3 separate regions of the Rattus norvegicus genome follow, and regions 1 and 2 are each linked to region 3. The links are chromatin contacts, called in public Hi-C maps. All regions are on one chromosome and are shown on one strand. The core of a region is the stretch at or near the end of the contact, and the rest is flanking DNA. Distances in the headings are between cores, read along the strand shown.

Region 1 (3,935 bases), core at 1,054-3,553, 240 kb after region 3:
GAATATGGTAACAAAACAAATAAACAAACAAAAACTGCACAAAGAAGGTAGCATTGTAAAGGCACACACACCTGTGAAGAATAGGAGGTGGAGGGCTCCAGGCCCCTACATCCATCCCAACATCCTATCTCCTGCTAAATACATTATCATCTGCGGTAAGAACAGGGCTGACACGCTGTGGTTTGAGGAGGGATCTAGACAGGTGTCCTGAGGAACATGGACAAGGAACTCTGGAAATTATAATGGAGAGTGAAAAGGCAAGAGAGGAGAAAAATGGCAGCTACGGAATGTTCTAGAGGAGAGGAAACCAGAGTGCTTACAGGAGGATCTTGAGAGTAGTTTGTGACCCTAGAGAGCGTGCCTGCTCAGATGTTCCATGGTTGCAGTCTTGCTGGGTTTTGGGGAGGGGTCCGTGAACTCAGCTTTGTCAGGATCACAGGGCACCAAGTGGCTGTAAGGCACATCGTCAGAGTCAGGTAGTTCTTCTCTTTGACTATCTGGGAAACTTCCCTTGCTGTATCCATAACTTCAGTTGGCCTTATTGAGAGGGTAGGCTACTCAGAGAAAGGTGGCTGTCATTTCTAGTGACTAGAAATCCTTCCTACTCTCTTGTGTTCATTATTACAGATGGTTGTGAGCCACCATGTGGTTGCTGGGAATTGAACTCAGGACCTCTGGAAGAGCAGTCAGTGCTCTTAACCACTGAGCCATCTCTCCAGCCCTTTTGTGTCCATTATTTAGCCTAGTGGTTCTCAGGCTCTTTCCAGGCAACATTTAAGTTTGTGGGGTTTTGTTTTTGTATTTAGTTGTGAGATAGAGGGGTGTACGTATGGGCAGAGCCTGTGTAAAAGCTGTCCTCCTGCCAGATAGAGTTCTCCTTTATCCGGATTTTCAGAAGTCCCCTAGGACATTCATGTAGGTGAAAACTTGTGTTTAATTATCTGAGCCTAGAACTTAATAGTTTTTTTTTTAACGGTCTCAATATGCGGCAAACTTTCTAGGAATGCAATTACAGTTCTGTGTGAGTTTAGGGAAGCTTGACTTTGCTACCAAGAGTCGCTCAACATTTCCTGAAGTCACTTCCTTGATGGCAACATGCCGGAGATAGTTGAGTCACTGGCTGTGCACCTGTATCAGTGTGTGTTGGTAGAAGATCCTTTTCTGTGACTCTGTGGAGAGGTGTAAGCATTTGCCTGCCTCGAGGGAAACTGGGCACTCACACTAAAACTGTTTATGTTATAACAAATTGCTATGCTCCTCCTTATAGACGGGAAAATATTTTGTTCTTTTTTTAGTCACGTGCATAGGGAAGTGATGTAATCTATGCTTTTTAGTTCGTGGTTTTGGAGTCATTACAAATTTGTATTTGTATTTGTTCTAACATAGGGTTGAAGGTTGAGAGCCTCGGTTCTCCTGCGTCCCATAATATCTGGTTTCCTCCCACCTCTCTGGAAGGACTAACCAGCATGGGAGTGCCTCTCACCCCCTTTTCATCTTTCTGTTCATCATCATTAAGGGCAATCGCAATGCAGGAGCCTTGGCTGTCAGACCTCTCTGCCAGAGCCTCCAGTTTAACCTTAGTCAAGAAGCGCAGGTATTTGGTCTGGTCCTAGTGTGAGCAATACAGGCTCCTGCTCACGTAGAGGTTCTTTGTATGTCCCCGTCTTTCTCCATCTACCTCAGTATCTCTTCTTGATGCCCCCTGATCTTTTGCTCCCCGCCATAAGCTGGAAGTTTATGGCTCCCAGTCCAGCTCTTCTCCCATTTTTCTCCTGGTGCTCCCTCCACCACGGCTGCTCTTCCGACCCTTGCTTCTCCCTTCCCTTTCAATGTCTGTTCTCCAAGCATGTGACATCTTCTTCCCTCCTTTTACCAGGTCCAGTTTTGTCTTCCTTCCCTTTGTCCAAACAGCCTTTCTCTACCTTCATCCAGGCTCCTGTCTCTGTGCCAGCTTCTCTGTTTTAGGCTTGGGTCGTATCACCACCCCCACCCCCACCCCCACGGTCTCCAGCAGTCTAGCCAGCAGGTCCCTCGGCAGCTCTCAGTCCCTTCCTGCGTGCAAGATCGCCTGTGTTCCCCTCCATCCCACCCCTACGCCCTCCCGCGCCGTGGGCGGTCTAGGGAGGGGCCGGGATCCGGGGCGGCTCCTGGGGCTCGGGTTGTGGGAGGCGCCCTCTCCGGTCTCCCCCCTCCCTTCCCCCCGCCCCGTCTTCCCCTGCACCCTCCTTCCTCCCTCCGCCCGAGAGCTTCCCCGGTCCCCGGCGCCGCCTCCTTCCCTCCCGGCACCGTGCTCTCGCGGCCGCCGTCGCCCCGGGGAAGGAGAGACGGGGGTGGGGTTTGCGGGTAGCGATCGAGAAGGGGAGAGACCCCGGCCAGGCAGGAGCCTGGATTCCTGTGGAAGAAGAACAGGGGGAGGGGAAGCTGGAGGACCGGGAGGGAGAACGGGGAGCCGCGGCCGGGCCTGGGGCCTTGAGGCCCGGGGAGAGCCGCGGAGCGGGACCGGCCGCCGAGGTAAGAGCGGGGCCCCAGGACCCGGGCTTGGTGAGGAGGCCGGTGGACGCAGGGCAGGGCCGGGGGGGGGGTACGTGGGGTTCGGGTGCGAGCGGCGAGTGATGGGGCAGCGGGGACCCCAGAGCGTGGGTAAGCTGGGCTAGCGCTAGCCACGGGGGCTGCTGAGAGGAGGTGGAGAGAGGTGGAGTCCCGGGAGGGTGGGGGGCCGAGGGAGGCCGGAGGAGGGTGGGGACAGGCGCTCTCTCCTCCTTTCCCCCCCAGCCCGTGCGGCTCCGCCCCCGCCTCCTCCGCGGGGCGCCCTCCGCGTCCCGAACCGCGCGGTCGGAGCCCGTGAGGCTCGCGGAGCGAGACCTGTCCGTCGGCTGGCCCAGGCCGCTGCCGGCGGGCTCCTCCGTGCCCTCACGGCTGTCTTTTCCTCAGATGCTGCTGCTGCTGCTGGTGCCTCTCTTCCTCCGCCCCCTGGGCGCTGGCGGGGCGCAGACCCCCAACGCCACCTCGGAAGGTGCACCCTTCTCCGGCGCCCCGGACCTCTTCCACCCCACAGCTCCCTTCCCTGCACGTCTCCTTTTCCCATCACTCTCGCGTCAAGACCTCACCCCCACCCCCACCCCTGGCATCCTGGTCCGCAGCCACTTCACTACTCCTGACCTCCTTTCTGTCACTCCGCATCATCACCAGCACCCATTTCCTCTGCCTCACGTTGCTACACTACACCGTTTTGCTGTGACCCCGAATTATCTTCTCAGCCCCACCTCCCTTTCCGGGCCCCACATTACTAGAGCGCCCCCCTTCCGTGGTCCACCTTGTTGCTTTGATGGGCTCGTGTGGTCCTCGTTCAATGGGGTTTGTGTGGTCCTCACAGCCCTGGTCCCTCATTTTAACCACCGAACATTATAGCCCTTACGATTTCTTCTTAGCTATTTCTCTCCATTATACTTCTCTACCGGTGGACTCTCGTACCAGCAGCTTGGGGTTCTTAACTGTTCCCACTCCCACCTTCCAGTCGTGTGCCCCTTGTGCCCCCCGCCCCTTTTTCTGTCCCCCAGCCCCAGCCCCACCATTGACCACGCCCTGCTCTTCCCCCTTCCACTGCGGCGCTGCCTTCCCGCTCCCACGGTTCCCCCTGTGCCTCCCCATTCCCTTTCAGGTTGCCAGATTATACATCCGCCCTGGGAAGGTGGCATCAGGTACCGTGGCTTGACTCGCGACCAGGTGAAGGCCATCAACTTCCTGCCTGTGGACTATGAGATCGAATATGTGTGCCGAGGGGAGCGCGAGGTGGTGGGGCCCAAGGTGCGCAAATGCCTGGCCAACGGCTCCTGGACGGATATGGACACACCCAGCCGCTGTGGTGAGTAGCCTGGGAAGCCATCCACCACCCCTGTCCTCTTCCTTCAGGCCCTTTCCCAGTTGCAGACCGACCT
Region 2 (3,920 bases), core at 596-3,095, 130 kb after region 3:
GTTAGGCTCCGATTCTCCTGCAAAGTTAAAGAGGTATGGGCCCATCTAGCTCACTTCCTCTTGACTTTTCCCGTTTCCCATGGAACCTCCTCTTTTGTCATCTGTGGCTCAGTCAGTAGCACGCACCATGCCCCTGGAGGAGCCAGGTGCTGGGAGTCAAAAAAGGACATGTGTTTAGCCTGTTTGTGGGGAGTATGGACTCCTGTTCTCGATAACCAATAGTATGCAAGGAAGACAATTCTTAACCTAGGGTAGATGCCAGCAAATCTGCAACGCAGGACACAACGCTCCCTGTTTCCTCTTCCACATCACCCTTGGTGATATGAATAGTAGGACTGTTATTTTCCCCTTTTCCTGTGACTGATCTTTGACCTCCCTTTCCTCTCCACCCCTCTGATTCATGTTCGCTCTAAAGAGATTGAAGGCATGTAATCCAAGCATTTAGTAGCTTCTACAACTTGGTAAAGCTTTTTTCTTGTGGAAAAAAAAAGATAAAGAAAGAAAGAAAGAAAGAAAGCAAGCAGGGATGGGAAACATCTCTGTTGGTAAAGTTCTTTTTTTGCAAGCATGAAGACCTGAGTTTGATCTCCCAAAATCAAGAAAACAACAACAACAACAACAACAACAACAACAACAACAAGAAGTCAGATGTGGTGATGGTGGTGCACGTTTGTAATTCCAGTATTGGAGAAGTGGAAAAAGGCAGATCTCTTGCTAGCCAGTCTAGCCTATTTGGCCAGCTTTAAAAAAAAAAAAAAAAGATTTTGTATCAAAGAAGAAAGGAAAGAAGGAAGGAAAGAAAGAAAGAAAGAAACAAACAAACTTATGCCAGGCTTGAGAAACATTTGAGATTGACTTCAGGCTACATACATCCACACACATCAAAATAAAACAAATATCCAAAATTCTCCTCCTACAAAGAGAGCCTTCATTCTTCTCTCATCTTCAAGCCCAGGGCTCCCTAATCGTATTCACTTATTCTTTAACACCCTGGCATCTCTGGTAATAATTACTAAACAACTAAGCCCCTTTCAACCCAGACATTATTAGACCCAGCGCATCTTTCTCCCTTTGAAAGCAATTTGGTTTTGCAAAGGCTGTTTGCTCATTTGCTTCTCTCCTCTCTGATATGTCAAAATACTACCTTCACCTTATTTTCTTGTTTCCTCATTCCCTCCCTCCGCTTTAACACGCACCCATTCCATGACTATCTATTGGCGAGCACTACTGGTAAGTACTCGTTCTGCACGCTTGCCTCCAAAACCATGCTTTCTCAAATGGCGTTTCGCTTCCTTCCAGTACCTTCCTTGGTCCAGTTTCCGTTTATTACGTACACAGACCACCACCCCAAGCCGTAACACCTATACTCTAATTGTAACTGCAGATTAAACAATCCTTGACGAGTCACTTGAACCATCTGAGCCGCTCCAAGCATTTCTAGTCACTTCCGATTTTCCCAGTAAGAGTAAACCCCACAGGTCCCAGATCCCAAACCCTCCAACTTTCCAGACCCCCATCCCCCTCCCAGTGCTTCCCAGACCCCTAAACAGCCCCCCTGCCCGCGTTTCTCACGGGCTCGGTTGTCACGGTAACCGTTGTCTCAGTGACGGTCTCACTCAGCCCCCCGGCTCCTGCCTCCGCCATGGCTAAAGCGAAAAGCGAGGAACCAGGATGAGACACCCCTCCCTTTTTCTGCGCCTCTGAGATCTAAGAGAACCGGTACACGATTCGGAGTAGAGGCCAGGATGCTCTGGCTTCTTAATCTCCCCTACTCCTCCAGGGCCTCTGCTTCCCCACCCCTGGGGAAAAACCTGTCCAACCCCACTTCCGGCCTTTCACTTCCGGGTGTGACGCATCCTGCAGAACCCAGTTTCTCTTCCCCAGCACCGCTCGGGCCAAAACAGGCGTCATCAGATTAGTTCCGCCGTAATGCAATAGAGCGCAGACGCTAAGGTTAGCAGAAGCTACGTCATTGTGGGGTGGGGCCAGGCGGCCCAGGGCCTAAGTTCATTGGCCGGTCAACCCTGCAGGCACAGGGGATGAGCTCTCTGTGCCCACGACGCTTCCCCTACCTGCTGTATCCTTGAGCGTGAAAAAAATAGGTGGGACAGGGACTCTATCTCGGCCAAATTCCATTTTACTATTCTGTCGAGAAACGGTTTTCCGGGAGCAGGAAATGCACTGGGGTCTAGTCCTCTCCCTGTTTGTTGATATCTCAGTGAGGGTACACTAAACCTGAAATTATTCGACTGTAGTAGGCCCTAAGATAAAAGTGTGAAACACCCAGACTGCTGTTTAGTTCTCTGTTTGAAGAATGCAAGGGCTAGATGCAGGGGGCAGAGTGAAAAATTCAAATTCATCTGGTTAAGTTCTGTTGAATCTTTCACCATCCGTCCCAAAATTCCAGTTTTTGTTTCCTTACAATGAGAAACTAAATTTAGATAGGATATATGTATCATATGTATACCGGTTTCGCTTTTTATTTATTTTTTTTTATTGGCCTTGTGATGGTTTACATTTAGGCTTACTGTGCTTGAGAGACCAAACGTGAAAAAAGGCCTTTAATTTGTAAGCTCCTAGCTTTTACAAGTTGTACCCTGGCAGCCCACTTACCTTTTTTTTTTTTTTTTTTAACCAGACACGGGGTTTCTTTGTGTATAGCCCTAGCCTCGATTAGTAGACCAGGCTGTCCTCAAACTCAGATTCATCTACTTATGCCTCCCCATGTACTGAGATTAAAGGCCTACACTACCACCACCCAATACATTATTATTCTGTTTTTTAAATTTTATATTTTTGCTTATTCACTTTATATCCTGCTCACTGTGTCCCTCTCACAACCCTTCTCCCATCCCCTCACCCCTTTTCCTCTGAGCTGGTGGGAGCCCTCCTGGGTATCCCACCCTGGCATTCAAGCTAGGTGCCTTCCATCCCATTGAGGCTAGACAAGGCGGTCCAGCTAAAAGAACCTATTCCATGTACAGGTAACAGATTTTGGGGTCGCCCCCACTCGGTTGTTTGGGACCCACATGACAACCAATCTGTTACATACGTGGGGGAAGGTCTGGGTCCAGCCCACGTATGATCTTTGGTGGTTCAGATTCTGAGAGCCCTAAGGGTCCAGGTTAGTTGACTCAGTTGGTCTTCCTGTGGAGTTCCTATTCCCTTCTGGGCTTGAAATCCTTCCTCCTATTCTTCCATAAGAGTCCCCAAGTTCCACACACTGTTTGGCTGTGGGTGTCTGTATCTGTCTGAGTCAGCAACTGGGTGGAGCCTCTCAGAGGACAACATGCACGGTATGTACTCACTTATAAGTTGATATTAGCCATAAAATACAGGTACCATGCTACATTACACAGACCCAAAGAAGCTAAACAAGAAGGCCCAAGTGAGGAAGCTTGACTCTAACTTAGAAGGGGGAATCAAATAGTCATGAGGCAGATGGAGGGAGGGAACTGGAAAGGAGGGGGATAGGTAAGGGAATGGGTTCAGGATCAGGTGCCAGGAGGGAAAGGAGAGATGGCTGGATGGCCATCAAAATGAACAAAAAATCTGCAACTAACGGGTGAGGAGGTGGAGGGTTGGGGGGCTCTCTCCAGGATGAGGGATAAGGGAAGGCACCCAAGAATCAATGGAGGTGGCCTTTGCTATGACTCACACTACACTGGGGATATGAATTCTGAAGAGCCCACCTCTTGTAGCCAGAGAGGAACCCCAGTGGAGCACTAGAGACACCAATCCATCCACAAAACTTTTTTTTCTTTTTTTCAGAGCTGGGGACTGAACCCAGGGCCTTGCGTTTGCTAGGCAAGTGCTCTACCACTGAGCTAAATCCCCAACCCCCATCCACAAAACTTTTAACCCCAAATTTACCTGTTCTGCTCAATGGCTAAGACACTAATGCTAAAATTAGACTCTGC
Region 3 (4,239 bases), core at 1,412-3,911:
CTGTAAAAATAACTTTTAGTCACCTGTCATCACAGATGGAGGCTTACTGATGGTGGCTCTTCCTGAACTCTGGCTGGATAGTCAACTCGGTTGTTCTGGTTCAAACTCCTCTCCAAGCTGACTGATTTATCTGGCTTCTCTCTCATCCTCTGAATTTTTTTGCTCTGCTTGGCCTCAAACTAACTCTGGCAATCTGTTCTAATCTTCTGTTTCCTTTTCATTCTCTGGATTGTTCTGCCTTCCGTTGTGTCTAGCTGGCTCTCTCTTCAACCTATCTCTGTAAAACCCTCCTGGTAAGACTTCTTCCACTCTTTCTGCACTCTCTTAAGTCACCTCTCTCTCCTCTCTGTTCTCGAGAGAGTTAGCCATATCCTACTCTATCAAATCTTTATTTGATCCATCACTTTCCCACCCAACAAGACATCGCTTTCAAACATAGGTGCTTCCTTCTGCAAACTTGACCTTCATTGTTTTGGAATAAAGGTGTGTGCCAAGGTTGAGCCACACCACAAACAGAAACAGGTTTTTTCCAGTGTGCCACCATGGCTTGCTTATTTATTTATTTATGTATTTATGTATTTATGTATTTATGTATTTATTTATTTATTTTGGGGGGGTTCTTTTTTTTCGGAGCTGGGGACCGAACCCAGGGCCTTGCGCTTCTTAGGCAAGCGTTCTACCGCTGAGCTAAATCCCCAACCCCTTATTTATTTATTTAATACATGAATAGTTCACCTGCATGCGTGTGTGGGCACCACCTGTCTGTATGCCTGTTGTCCAAAGAGGTCAGAAAGGGTCCAGAATCCCCCGGAACTGAAATTAAAGGCAGTTGTGAGTTGCCCTGTGGTTGCTGGGAGTAGAATCCAGGTTTTCTACAAGAACAATTGCTCTTACCCTCTGAGTCATCTCTCCACACACCACGTCTTTTTAAACAATGCTATCGATAAAAGCATAAATAAATCAAAATAGATTAACGTATGATGGGGCAGCCACTTACAAAGTGAAGGAAAAAACAAGTGTTAGTCAACCAAGAGCCACCCACATTCCAGAACCAAGTACTCTTCCATCCCCCACCCTTTAATCCTCATCATTACTAAAGACCAACGGGACCTGGCTTGTTTCCACCTTCGCCACTGTCCTGTATTTTCATTATGCGCATGCTCCATAACCCCCTATTACCAAGCCCGCATCCTCACAGCCTGCCTTGCTCCACGCCCCACTTCCAATAAATCTTTTCCATGAGGTCTGTGGTGTAGTGCGATTTTTTTGCAGCATTCCTTGACGTGACTACTCCTAAAGTATGGAGAAGATTTTTATTGTAGACTTAGAGGAAACACAGGCAGAGCGGAGAGTCCATACTGAACGTGGCCAGCCTGGTCCACAGAGCGAGTTCCAGGACAGTCAGAGCTACAAAGTGAGACTCTGTCTCGAAAAACCAAAACAAAACAACGTCCCCACCCCCAATATCAACTAAAAGATCAAGTATCGAGTGATTTTAGATGTGCTGAGATCAGAGTCCAGAGCACACACATCCAGAACTGCGCCCCACCCCCCTCCAACAGCTCACAGGAAACTCAAAGCACTCTCCAAACGTCCTGTCCGCAGAAGGGAGAGGTGAAATGTTAGGGCTTAGGATTTAGCTCACGTACAGCTTAGACTACTTCTTTGGAAGCCGCGAGAAACGCGGATATTTCCTGCAGAGCAGAAAGCAGTGTGCAAATTGGGCCTTCAGCCTAGTGGGCGTGGTTGAGTCCTTGGCTGTGGGTCTGCCGAGGCTGTCAAAGCTCCTGTAGAGGGCCTCAGAACCGGATACTGCAGGTTCTGTAGTTTTTCTCGGTTTTCGACAAATTCCCCCCTCCGTAGCCCAGGCTGGTATTGAACTCTAATGCTTCAGTTTCCCTAGCGCCAAGATCTTTACGTGTTTTTACATGTATTTATTTAGTGCAGGGGGAGAGTGCGCGTGCGACATTGCGTGGAACTTAGAGGACAACCTGAATGGACGTTCCATCATGTGGGGATATGGGATTCGAATGCCAGTCATCTGGTTTGGGGGCAAGCACCTTTACCCGCTGAACTATCACTGTGGTGGTGGTGGCGGCGTGCGTGTGTGTGTGTGTGTGTGTGTGTGTGTGTGTGTGTACTTTGTTCTGTACTGCGGGAACAGCACCTGACTTGGTTGAAAATGCCTCATTCTAACTAGGAGCTTTGAAAATGGTAATACTTGCAATGGATCCTGGAAATACTTGATAGACTGATGTCTGGTCTGGTCTTAGTTACAGGCAGGCCCTGAGGAAGAAACCCCATCTAAAACCCAGCCCTTGCAGAAACCCCAGCTCACCCCTAACGCAGGGAGTCAGAAATGAGGTCTTGAAAGCTAGGGGGGCTCCTGCACCCTAGCCCACAAGAGGCCTCGCGTGACCTCAGTAGCTGGAAGACAACCGTGACGCACTGGCCGCTTCCGATTTCACTTTCCTTTTCTCGGGCCCGGCCGCTTCACCTCTTTGGCCGCAGCCTGGGGATTTGCCCAGTGATCAGTGACGTCAATCATCCTGAAGTTGCCATTGGAGGACGGAGTTCGGCAAGAGCCAATCCCAGGGCTGGTCCCAGAGAAATCTCGGCGGAGGGCACGGAGCTCCGGGAGACTGCTGGGCGGGGAGGCTGTGGTGCCGGCTGCTTGCTGAGGACCTACCCCCGGAACAGCTCCACGGAGAGGAGCGATCCGGCCCGGAGCGCGGCGCGGGTGAGTGCGGCCTGCACTGGTGAGAGGCGGAGGAGCAGCCGCCCCGCGACCCGGGTGGGGACCGCGAAAGCGGCCGCGGGCCCTGGGCAGGGCTAACCAGGCCCCGGCGCGCGGGACAGCGAGCTCGCGTGCGCGCCGCGTCCCTGGCTCGCCTCTGGGCCTTTCGCCCTGAGCTCGCCGTGTTCCTTCCTCTTCAGGTCCAACCCAGACTTACTTAAGTCTCTTCTAGTCCCCAGAGCCAGAAGTGAGAGGGACCCGGAAGACGTTCCACCTGGTGGCTTGGAGCTGTGCATGACCAGAGGCAGGTCTTATATTTATGTAAATGTTTTTTTTTAATTTATTTATCGTCAGAGTAAACTGGCTTAACTACTTGTACCAGGAGCTGTGCGTTATCCCTAATGATTTATCGCCTAATTAGCTTAGGAAAAGAAAAGTGTATAAACCTGGCGGTGTCGGCACACACCTTTACGCCCAGCGCTTGGGAAGCAGAGGCCAGTCTGGTTTACAGACTGAATGAATTCTAGGATAGCCGGGGCTACAAAGAGAAACCGTGTCTCGACCCCCTCCCCCCCCCAAAAAAAAAGAAAATAAACGAAAAAGTGTATAAATTTAACTTTGGGAAGTGAATGGTAGAAGATGCTTAAAAAATTCCCAGTACATTCCAGATTTTGACAGCACAACCATTTGTGCGTGCTTGAAAGAAGGGAAGAATGACATGTGTTCATGCATGCCTGAACCCCTTGTTAGTGAGATGGATTCATGATGCCTAGAGTATTCCTCCCAAGTTAAAACAAACAAAAATATACACATTTTCTAAAAGCAAGCTTTCGTTAATGTCTTTAAAATTGCAACTTTTAAATTTGAAATTTGACGAGGACAAGGTGTCTCCGTGCATCCAAAATGGTCTGAAACTGACCATGGTAGCCCAGGTTAGCCTCCTGCCTCTTGAGTGCTTGGATTACAGAGATTACAGACATCTGCCCACATACATAGCCGCGATCCTTAATACACTTAATTTTTTTTTTTTACAACAGTTGTAGATTACAGAAAGATTGAGAGAACGGTGTGTAGAGCTTCTGTGTAACTCCCAACTGATTTCCCCTTTCGTTAACAGGTTACTCATTATTATTGGCCAAAGTCCACACACCTTTTCCTTTTCACCCAAATTCTCACCCCCCCCCCCCATAGTCTCATCCAGGTTACATTGGGTTTTAGATTTGGTTTCAGAGTTTTCAGGGGAGATACTTATACAATGGAAACCTCAGGTAACTAACACAGGAAGAGAAAGGCTCGTTTTAGCTCACAGGCTTAGAAGTTGCAACACGCGATCCATTGGCACCTGTTGATCTGGGCCCACGGCAAGGCAGCAAGCACATAAAGAGCAGTGCACAGAGGAACAGAACTACTCACATCATAGCCAGGAAGAGGGGAGATGCGATACATCAGCGTCCCCACAGCTTCCTTCTGGGATGCTATCTTGGTACCCTAAAGAGTTCCCC

What was found. Hi-C and Micro-C count contacts between places; a contact is called where the count stands out from the background.
Region 1: a Hi-C map of Schwann cells shows a contact between it and region 3, with 2.8 times the contacts expected there. The contact joins the promoter of Gabbr1 here to the promoter of Trim26 in region 3. A contact is called at or near these places in 3 of 12 Hi-C or Micro-C datasets (Schwann cells, liver and mammary epithelial cells) and 1 of 1 datasets of contacts at active chromatin or transcription factors (oligodendrocytes).
Region 2: a contact with region 3 is called in a Hi-C map of liver, with 2.3 times the contacts expected there. The contact joins the promoter of Ppp1r11 here to the promoter of Trim26 in region 3. A contact is called at or near these places in 2 of 12 Hi-C or Micro-C datasets (liver and mammary epithelial cells).

The regions. Positions count from the first base shown.
Region 1 is chr20:1,497,604-1,501,538 of GRCr8, reverse strand. Gabbr1 (gamma-aminobutyric acid type B receptor subunit 1) reads left to right here and starts at 2,303. Exons shown (of 23, transcript NM_031028.3): 1 at 2,303-2,511; 2 at 2,932-3,013; 3 at 3,659-3,862. The coding sequence starts at 2,932.
Region 2 is chr20:1,604,508-1,608,427 of GRCr8, reverse strand. Ppp1r11 (protein phosphatase 1, regulatory (inhibitor) subunit 11) reads right to left here and starts at 1,845. Exons shown (of 3, transcript NM_212542.3): 1 at 1,573-1,845; 2 at 1-17. The coding sequence starts at 1,644.
Region 3 is chr20:1,734,733-1,738,971 of GRCr8, reverse strand. It overlaps Trim26 (tripartite motif-containing 26), which reads left to right and starts at 2,661. Exons shown (of 8, transcript NM_001011665.3): 1 at 2,661-2,740; 2 at 2,970-3,058.